Regions from separate parts of the Hordeum vulgare genome. Here region 1 is linked to region 2. Evidence: chromatin contacts called from public Hi-C data. All regions are on one chromosome and are shown on one strand. The core of a region is the stretch at or near the end of the contact, and the rest is flanking DNA. Distances in the headings are between cores, read along the strand shown.

Region 1 (5,036 bases), core at 1,276-3,775, 500 kb before region 2:
CTCAAAAATAAAATCAAGGGGGTCCCCATAACAACCCCAAGCATGTTAGAAGCACTCAATTATGGAACAAAACACTCATAGCCAAAACTAAGGCGGTAAAGATGGAACAAAACACCAGGCTAGAAGGCCAAGCCTTGCACCTTCTATCCAATATATAGGTGCACTAAATTAATTAGCAACAATGTGATGATATAATAAGGAACCCATGTTTTCACATGGAATAAACTGCACTTACAACTAGCAACGACGTAAGAAGGCTGAGCAAGCGGTAACATAGCTAAACTAGGGACTGCTAGGTTTTGCAGGGTTAGAGGCTTTTCATAACAATGTTGGCAGGCTGACATTTAAGTGATAGACAGCAAGACATAGTAAAAGAAACGAGATAACTAGCATGACAATGGTAGTAATGGTATCTAGGGAAATGACCATCTTGCGTGTGATCCTGCTTGGAAGAAGAACGAATCTATGAAGCAGATGAACCAATATAGTCGAACGAATCCTCACATTCCAACACACACGATATTCACCACAACATATGTATGACATGATGCACAAATACTTATGATGCATGTCCAGTTTAATTATGCAAGGCATTGCACCTCACAACAATCGAATACTACACATTAAGTGAAGCTTAATATGCAACAAGTTGCATATTGTCGAAACTCCACGTTCATATATTTAGTTCACTCCCGTTTAGATACTCATCAATATTAAATGTTGTTTAAACATGACAAGAGGTGAAGTATAAATAATCTACACTATCTAGGCATTTCAAGTGAGGTCGGAAACAACATATAGCATCTCCGAAATGACCCCATGTGTCAATTTCAAACTCTGTCTAGATTTGTACTAATCACATTTTATATTTATTAAACAACAAAATAAAGTGAGTCATGTGATTCTACATGTTATTCTTGTCGATTTACATATATGAATCATCTAAAACGAAGTTACGGTTTAAAGGATATGTGCAAGAACAAGATGATATAGCATGAACGCATAATGTATGCAAATGACAGTCACAATATGTTAAAACATGGATGCACAAGATATTATGAAAGTACTTAAAATTCTAAGCAAGTTTAAATGAGGCCGGAACAACAAATATCAATTCTAGAAAGTCCCCATATGTGATTTCGAATTTTCTACATATCTTCCTAAACAAAATTTTAGAGTTGTTAAATAGGAAAAATAAATGCTACCATGTTAATCTTCACATTTTTCTAGCCAAGTTTCATATGTGGATCATTTTAATCAGAGCTACGATTGATTAATTATGAGATAAACCACTCTAACATGGCATTGGTGCAAATTAAATTAAAACAAGTTAAACATTTTAAACACATGTGAGAGTCGGATATTGTGCAACTACACAAAATTTTAAGCATTTTTCATGTATGAAGTTTTTTAATCCGATGCATGGTTAATTTTCTACGAATTAAATCATTTTAATATGGCATCACACAAAACAATGCAAAATATTTTTAACATGCGTGAAGGCGGAATATTATCAATCTACACAAAATTCTGGAAATTTCACATATATAACTTATTTTCATCCAATGCACGGTTAAATAGTCATTAACAATTTAGAAATATGCACTTTTCTGAAAATACAAAATGTCGTGACAAATAGCTAAATTCGTCTGAGCAGAAAAAAAGTATACATGGCCAAATTTTACTGAACTAGGCCAACACAGAACTAGGCGCAATATAAAAAATGTCGCCTTCGGCGACATATAGGCAACGGGGAGGGGGCAGCTCACCAAGTGGGCTTGGCCAAGGTCGAGGCACAGGACCGGCTGGGCCGGCTGGGGCGGCTGCTCGGTGTGGCGCTTCGAGAGGCGACCGAGCCGATCCGGAGCAGCCCACACACGCATGTCGGGGTTGTGGACGTTGACCTCGCCTGCTCGATCCCGAGCAGGCCATACACAGCGGCCGCGGGACTCGGTGAGTTCTCGGGCGGGGCTCTAACGAGTGGAGGTGGCCGGAGGAGGCCGATCCGGGGGTGTCGGCCTCGGATCTCGCCGGATCCGGGCGGCAGAGGCGAGGGAAGGCGAGGCTGGCGGTCTGTGACAGCATGAGTAGCCGGCGGGGGGATTAGGTCGCGGCTAAGCTACGTGTGAGGTGCGGCGAGCAGTGGTGGAGCGCAGGGCTCGACCCGACAGAGTTATGCCGGCGGGTTGCCTCTGCATAACGTGCAGGGGAGCGTGAGGGGAGGCTGCTTGCCGAGATCGCGACACGGCGACGATGAGCCTGGTGGCGGGGAGGCAGGGCACGCAGGCGCAACGTGCTGCAGCGGCTGAACCATGCCTGGGTGGGCTACGCCTGGGCCTCGGCAGGCCGCGGTTGGGAGTAGCTGGTCGGCTGGTTCAGAGTGCCCTGTTCGTCGATCTGGCCACGGGCGGTGCAGATCATGGCTCGGTGGAGCTGGTGGTTGTGGTTGGTTCAGGTGGCGGCTGCGTGGTGGAAGGGTGACATGATGCGGCGGGGCAGAGGTAGGGGAAGGGCTAGGACTAGGGTTTGGTCCAAAAATGATTGGGTTGGCTGTCTATTTATAGATAGGGCTAGGAGAGGGGACTTTTGGGGCATTTCGAGGCCTGCGATCGCGATTGGACGGCTCCGATTGCGACCCAGGGCTAGTAGGATTAGGTGGGCTGGTTGGATAGTGTGGGGAAGATTGTGGACTGAGATGAGATGGAGTTAGTGCGGCCCGTGATAAGATTTTTCAACACCGAAACGTCCGAAAAAATAACCGATGACGGTGCCGCTACGTTCGATCGTTCATGTATCAAACGGACTCCGATTGTGAGGATATTTGGTAGGTGGCTTACCTACACTAAAACAAAACCGCACACCAAATTTCAACCCCATCCGAGAAAGTTTTATACACAGTTTTAAAAATAAGATTTCAATGAGCCGCGAGGCGTGTGCGGTGGGTCTCAAAACGGACAACGATGACAACACATAGAACCCGCAACTAACACGGATGTAAGTTTTGAAAACTGACGTCAACGGAGTGCTGATGCAATGCGAATGATGCGCAAGATGCAATGATGAATGCCACAAACAAATAAATTACACGATGACAATGGAATAAAAGGAGAATCTTCTCGAACTTCGGTTCCGGGCTATTACAATGGATGCAGTGCAAGAGGCCGGACGACAGGTTGTGGAGAAGAAGATGATGTTTGTGGCACCCCGACTCAGAGGAAACCGGAACAACCCGTATTCCAGCCCAAGGACAAGTCTTTTGGAATACGAAACCGTTGGCACAGAACAAATCAGCTTGTTATTACTATGGAAAACATTACAAGGATACATGGATTACATCGCCTTGGTGATATTACACCTGCCTACGGTAAATCCTACGCTAGCAGCGGAGCAACTACCGGTGTGATGAACTCCACTCCGTAGGGACTCTGGCTATAACGCGCATCGTAGCTCGCAACTCGGAATCCTCGGCAATCAAACAATCGTGGCATGACCTGCAAACTGGCATGACAAGCCAGGTGAGTACTTTGAATGTACTCGCAAGCTCACAACAAACATCAGCATTAAGGCAAGACAACATCATAGCAGTCAAGATTAAGTAAAGGGTTGTTATTACTACAGGAGTAACAGAGAACTAACTATATCAGACTACTCTCACCGTACTCGGGTAATACCAACTCATGTGATCTTACCAAGATCCTTTAGCGAGTATCCACAGGATGGATACCCGGACTTATCACTGGCACGATGCCCAACTTTAACACCGACACGATGCCCAACTGTTACACCGGCAAGATGCCCAACTGTAACACCGACACAATGCCCAACTGTTACACCGGCACGATGCCCAACTGTAACACCGGCACAATGCCCAACTGTTACACCGACATGATGCACAACTGTTACGTACTCAGATGAGTTCTTCCATCATTACTAACATCAACACGGTTGACCATTTACAGAGGTCTGGTCGGGTTGTCCATTACCGTGGACACGGCTATTCGAATAGGTTTGACACTCTGCAGAGGTTGCACACTTTACCTGTCGTGGGTATAAGCCTGACAGTAGATGTGTAGGGTACGAATGAGATGGGCAGAGTCCTAGCTACGGCGAGGTTGTATGAGTTCAGTCCCCTCTACGGTGGAGGTAATAGCCCTACGTCTCAGTGTTCTTGGAGCTTGTTACCGAGTGTAATATGGAGTACAATGTTTTTCTAACCCTTTTACCAGTGGGGGAGGGCGGCTTATATAGAGTGCGCTGCCCTCCACAACGGTTCTGATTCAAGGGTGGAGTAGTGGCGATTGAATGCATGCGTTACAGATAACGTATGCTATAAATGCTAGTTAATGCACCCGGAAACGTACGGCAGTTTCCCTCTAGGGAGGTTACGACGCACCGAGTGTATCCAGTCGGTAGGTCCGGTGTCCTCCGAGTCTTAGTCTCCGACTGGATGATCCTGAGCCCGTTACCGACTGGATGATGGGGGCACCTTAATACAGTCGGGCATACTTAAGGTCCTGTCCCTTGCGTGGGGTAGTCCTTGGGTAGGACCTGTAGGACAGGCCTGTGACCCTACCCTAGGACTATGACCCCATCATTAGTCCCCGAATGGATTGGGGTTGAAACGTCAGAGCAGTGCTCGATGCTCAGATCCGACTGGACTAGGTTCGGCTTGGGCGTTGCTTGCCTCTATCCATTCTATCTCTCCTGGCCAATGATCCGAGTGAATGTGTTCTGCGGAACGGACTGTCGGGAACCGAGTGCCTTCGCGGCATCTTTTGACACGACCGGTCAACTGACAGCGGCGGATTTTCCGGGATCTCAAATTTCGGGTTCCGCGCGCTTAGCGGGGGCGACGTCAGCGCGCTCGAGTAGCGCCTGACTCCTCGTTCCTCGCGCCTTCAACTCTTCCGCCGATATCGCCGCGGCTGGTTGGGCGGATAAGATTTCGGGCCCGCTCGTCAGCGACCCAGTCGGTGTTCTATTTAACTCCGGTCGACGAGACCCTTCGGTTACGCTCGCCAAATCCTCTACTCTCG
Region 2 (4,994 bases), core at 1,588-4,087:
AAGGAAACGACGAGGGGCGCCGGAAGGCCTCACGAGACGAGCAGTGGCACGCTAAGCATGACAGAGAGGAGTTGTTAAAAACAAAAATATATTACACATTTGATGCCCCACATGGGGTCGGGTGATTTTGAGTGCAACGGGAAAGGGGAAGCCTAGGCGGAGGAGGCGTTGTCTTCATCGTGGCCCTCGAGGGCCCCGGCGCTAGGGCTGCCGCTTGCTTCGGGGGTCTCCGCTCAAATGAACGGCTCCACCAGGGACTCCACGTGCTCGCTCACCTCGTCCTTGAGGGGGCACCGGAGGTCATCGGGCATCGGCCCCATCACGAGGGGGAGGTCGAACGTAGGATCATGGCGACGCAGGTTCGAGAAGACCTGCGTTAGCACATCGCCCAGGAGGTCACGCGCCCTGGAGTCGAAGTCGCCGTCCACCTTGGAGACGCCCGACTCTAACGCATCCACCACCTTGGTGAAGAACTCGAGGTAGACCCCATTGCGGTGCGCGCGGGGCAGCGACGGAGCGTATTGACGAAGTGACGTGGCGCGTTGTTCGTGCGGAGGGCAAGCTCCATGAACTGCTTGGCACGTTGCGCCTCCATCTTCCGCGCATGTGTCGCGTCGTCCTTGGTTGCTTGCACGGCGTCGGCGGCTTCTTCAATCTGGGCCTGGAGCGCGGCCAGCTCCTCCTTGGCGCTCTCCTCGCCCTGAGTGCGTCGTGAAGCACGGCATAGGCATTCCGCAGCTGGGCCCTGAGCGCCCGTCTCCGCCTCGAGTGTTTCGCACCTGAGCCGTTGACGGTCCTCCTACCAAGCGGGTTCGCTGCGGTCCGGGGCCACCTCGCTCCCGATGCCCTGAGGGGCAAACATGGCAAGTTGGGTCGCGCCCTCTGAGGGCCCGGCCGGCTCCTCGGCGGGGGTTGTGGGTGCCACAGGTCTCATCAGGCCGCACAAGGAGGAGAAGGCCTCCCCAGAAGGCGGCGTGCGGGATGCCCCCAGCGGGCTCACGCGACACCTCTGGGGCGCCGGCGCCCTGAAAGGTCCAACAGTCAGGATTCATCAGGACAAGCAAGACACGCGAGAAGAAGCAACAGTGGCGGTGTACTTACTCGTCGCTGGCAGACCTACGCCATCACGGTGCGGCCAGCCGCGACCCTAAAGATGTCGTGTGCACCTCGTCGCCAGGGGTGCCCCTTCTAGTCGCCATTGAACGAGAAGGGGAAGAAAGGAGGCGGCGTTCGCACAGGGGTGGAAGAGCGGGACGGGGACAGGAAGAAGGAAGAAGCAATGTGGTGGCGCGCCCCGGGGGTGGTCGTCTTATAGCCATGATCACGGCACCCGGGGCGTCGTGGGAGTAGCGGCGACGTGCCCATCGTGCGCCACATGCCGCGGTTGGCCTATGGGCGGTTCCGTCTTGTGTCGCCTCGTTCCCCCAACTGGCTGTCTTCGCGGGAAAAACGACGTGAATGAATGGCGTCAATCGGGAGCAACGACGGCACACACAGCACAGATGATCTGCCCCTACCCGCATGAGGCGATTCTCGAAGCGCCGCGGGAAGGAAGGGCCCCATGTAGTGTCGAACGCTGCGCGCCGAGCCTCACCCATAGGCGGTTGGGGCCCACGTCACCTCGCCCCTCCCGTTGGGAGGAGTCATGCCCGACGCGGGCCCGAGGGCTACTGTCGGGCCCCTGAGACCGGGGGTACCCAGGTCCGTCGGCCTACGGCCCCGGACGTGACGCGGCGGGGCGAGCCCAGTAAGGAGAACCATTCGTGAGGGGCCATGCCTCGCGAGGTGAGCGTTTGAAGGTCGTCGTGAAGGGCCTCGGGAGGGCGCCCATCGCGAAGTTTTCCCCTGAGGCCCCCGTGGAGTGAGCCCATCGAAGGCGACTTGGCCAGGTCCCACGACCCGGCTCCTTCACGTGGATGAGGCAGGCCGCCTACGCGGCGCATGAGCAGTGCTAGCGATTGTGTACGAGGAGAGTTTCCCCTTCCCTCCTAAGCAAGGTGGGACAGCTGGCATGCACCCCATAGCGACCCACAAGGGTTTCCCGTTCGATGCAAGGAGACTAAAGATGGAGGCTCCGCGGGATGGAGGTCATCCCCAAGCCCACCAGGGCGTCATGACAAGAAGCTTTTGCACACCAAGACCATATTTGTCAGGGCGGACTGCAGTCATGTCCCCTTTCAAAAATGGTCGTTGTGGCAACCCTTCCCGCCAATGTTTTCGGAGGAAGAGGACCAAGGCCCATATATAGGAGAGGCCCGGCCTCCGTAGAAGGGGATCCAACCTCGTCCCTGGGTAGGGCAAGAACCCACCTTTCTACCTGTCTTCCACCTCAGGCAATCCCAACACAAGCAGGAGTAGGGTTTTACACCGCAAGGTGGCCCGAACCTGGATAAACTCTCGCGCGTCCTAGCTCGTCGCCTTAGCTCGCGCTACCGTAGAGTCACCATGAAGCCATGAGGTAGAACAGGATAGAAGAGCGAGCGCACCCAAGTGTTCGAACCTTTCCTCGGATCGGTGAAGCCCTGATTCCGACAGGCGCGAGGCTTGCCTTTGCAGGAGGGTGCGGTCGTGATGCCGAACAAGGCGAGGCCGACGGTGGCATCAAGATCGTCGTCCATGGCGAGCGGCCGGAACGCAAGAGGGTGCGGTCGTGATGCCGAACAAGGCGAGGCCGACGGTGGCATCAAGATCGTCATCCATGGCGAGCGGCCGGAAGCGCGCGTCGACGAGAAGGTTTTGAGAAAGTGAAGGGAAATTATGGAGGCTTTACCACCGACTGGCTGGCCAAGGGGTAGTTCGCGTGCGATGTGTGTGCCCGTCTCATGTCCACGCCAATACAAACGCCAACGCAAATCAGACTGAAAAATGGGTTGACAGACAAGCGTGCGTCCATTTAAGTCGGTGTGTTGAGACGACTTTTCTGTCCGCCGCGACCAAACGGACACGCACGCGTTGGAGTTGCTCTTAGGTGTCAAAGAAATAATCCTAAACTCAGTTCACCTACGCAAGTAAACGGCTTACGTATCACCAAAAAGACATGGACACCGATCATAGTTTTGTGTCATTAGAAAATACAAGACAACTACAGACACGATACATACAAACATATTTGTAGACAGTGCATGAAAACCATCATTTTCAAAATGTTCACCTAAGTTCTCGTTGCATTTTCTTTTTGCCCCTTTACGGATCATTCATAAAGTATGTTCATAAGTTGTTTGGGTTTTGGCGTCCTATTATTCTAAAATAGGTCAAATAAACTTGGAGCAAGATTTATTTTTTTCCTTAAGATATGTGAGCAAGATTTTGTTCCTCTAAAAAATAGCAAAAACTTGTGGAGAGACCTCAGCTATACAACAACAAAAAAACAGAAACAGAAGATTAGTAAAGCTGTAGAAAACAAAGGTTATTTAGCCATCTGCATAATTTAAAGTCATGTGTAGTGGAATTTTCAAAAAGAAAGTCATGTGTAGTGGATACTCTATATTTATACACTTCAACTATACAGGTAAAAGGAAAACATAACACAACTATATGCTACTACTAGACCAATATAATATTCAATCAGATTGCATGTGCTTGTTGTCTCAAAGTTTTGGTACATTTGGTACTTGTTAGACGTGGAGCTGAAGTTAGGTAACTTGGAAGCAGGCTTCATCCCTGCACACGAATTTGATCAGGTGGCGGTGGTGGCGGAGGTGTTGGTGCCCTCTCCACATGTCTATCTGTGCTGCTGGTGTTAGTCTTGTGAAGTAGAAAAGTCCCTGCAACAATGGTCACGAACCCACATAGTTGAGTAGCTATCTGTGTTGCACTCTGTGAAACCCAGTCCTGAAATGGGGAAATAACCATGGCCCTAAGTCAGATGAAAATGATGTATACATATTACTTAACAAATGGTCAATTTATTAATGCATATAATTATGCCAGGATATTGTTTACAGTACACGACTCATCAAGGAAAGAAGCAACCACTTCAGTATTACAAAATTAATCTTACAGGGCACTTAAAATGTCGCATATTTCCACTATCTACATGTTGTGGAGATGGGCTAGGGGTGTACATATGCAAGGCAATGACTACATTATCGTATTCCATGTATTGATTATGGAAGCCTTAGCCACGGATTTTTATGGTTATTTCTAGTTGCCGGCTATCGAGACGATAGCCGAGGGGTGCACCTTGGCTGCTTGGATTAGTCGCGCAGTTTGGATGAGCAATGTTCACTCATCGGACAATTGTGTGACGTTTCTGGTCTCCCCCTCTATTGGATACCATTGGTGGTTGGACAAGGCCACTTTCCTCGATGAGATGCGAGATGTCCGGCTAGGCCATTAGGTCGTCTATTGGGGACTTAAAATGCTCTACCGCGACGAGGACAATAGCAATGTTTCACCGCTACATGGTGAGGAGATTATGCCGTTTCCTCAATGATTGCTAGCTTAAATAACTTTACTGAATCGGCACAAGGTTGTGGAGGAACAACTCCACTTGAACGCTACAAAGTGTACATCACTAGTGTTGAAGGAGCTATTTCAACGTGTTGCGTCAGATATCGCGCTAGAAGCAAATATAAGCCAATATGGTAGCATGAGTGCAGTCCAAAACTCCTTAAACACAAGACCTAGTCCAAGACCTCAGATTAAAACACCAAGTTCTATTATAGGTAATGGGTATATAGATTGGTTACAAACTAGAGATCAGGACCTCTATAAATAGGGCTTTAACAAGCCTTCACATCTTAACTTCTACTTACAACTAGAAGATTCTGGAAAACATTACTTAAGGTTCAACCTCTACTCATAGCTAGAAGACTCTAGAAACATTATCGATCGGATAAGAAAACATATACAACAACTTGTGTTCTACCGGATTTTGTGAATACTTTTGGGATTGAATGTGATGCAAGTGAAACCGACATACGTGGCGTGCTTATGAGAGCGTAGACCCAAGCAAACAAGCAAACCGTAGGGGTGACCGATCTTCACGAATA

Evidence for each region. Hi-C and Micro-C count contacts between places; a contact is called where the count stands out from the background.
Region 1: a contact with region 2 is called in a Hi-C map of leaf, with 4 times the contacts expected there. The contact joins two enhancer-like sites. A contact is called at or near these places in 2 of 6 Hi-C or Micro-C datasets (leaf and seedling) and 1 of 1 datasets of contacts at active chromatin or transcription factors (embryo).

Annotation. Positions count from the first base shown.
Region 1 is chr6H:229,786,115-229,791,150 of MorexV3_pseudomolecules_assembly, reverse strand. No RefSeq gene overlaps it. Among protein-coding and RNA genes, the nearest start is that of LOC123402722, 240 kb to the left of the region's middle. Within about 2 kb of position 2,525, at least 3 of the 3 cell types and tissues checked have open chromatin away from gene starts, as enhancers often do. A contact at or near this core is called in leaf, where this site is marked.
Region 2 is chr6H:229,282,849-229,287,842 of MorexV3_pseudomolecules_assembly, reverse strand. It overlaps LOC123406217 (probable magnesium transporter NIPA1), which reads right to left. Exons shown (of 11, transcript XM_045099703.1): 11 at 3,386-3,831. The coding sequence ends at 3,655. Among protein-coding and RNA genes, the nearest start is that of TRNAW-CCA, 28 kb to the right of the region's middle. Within about 2 kb of position 2,837, at least 1 of the 3 cell types and tissues checked has open chromatin away from gene starts, as enhancers often do. A contact at or near this core is called in leaf, where this site is marked.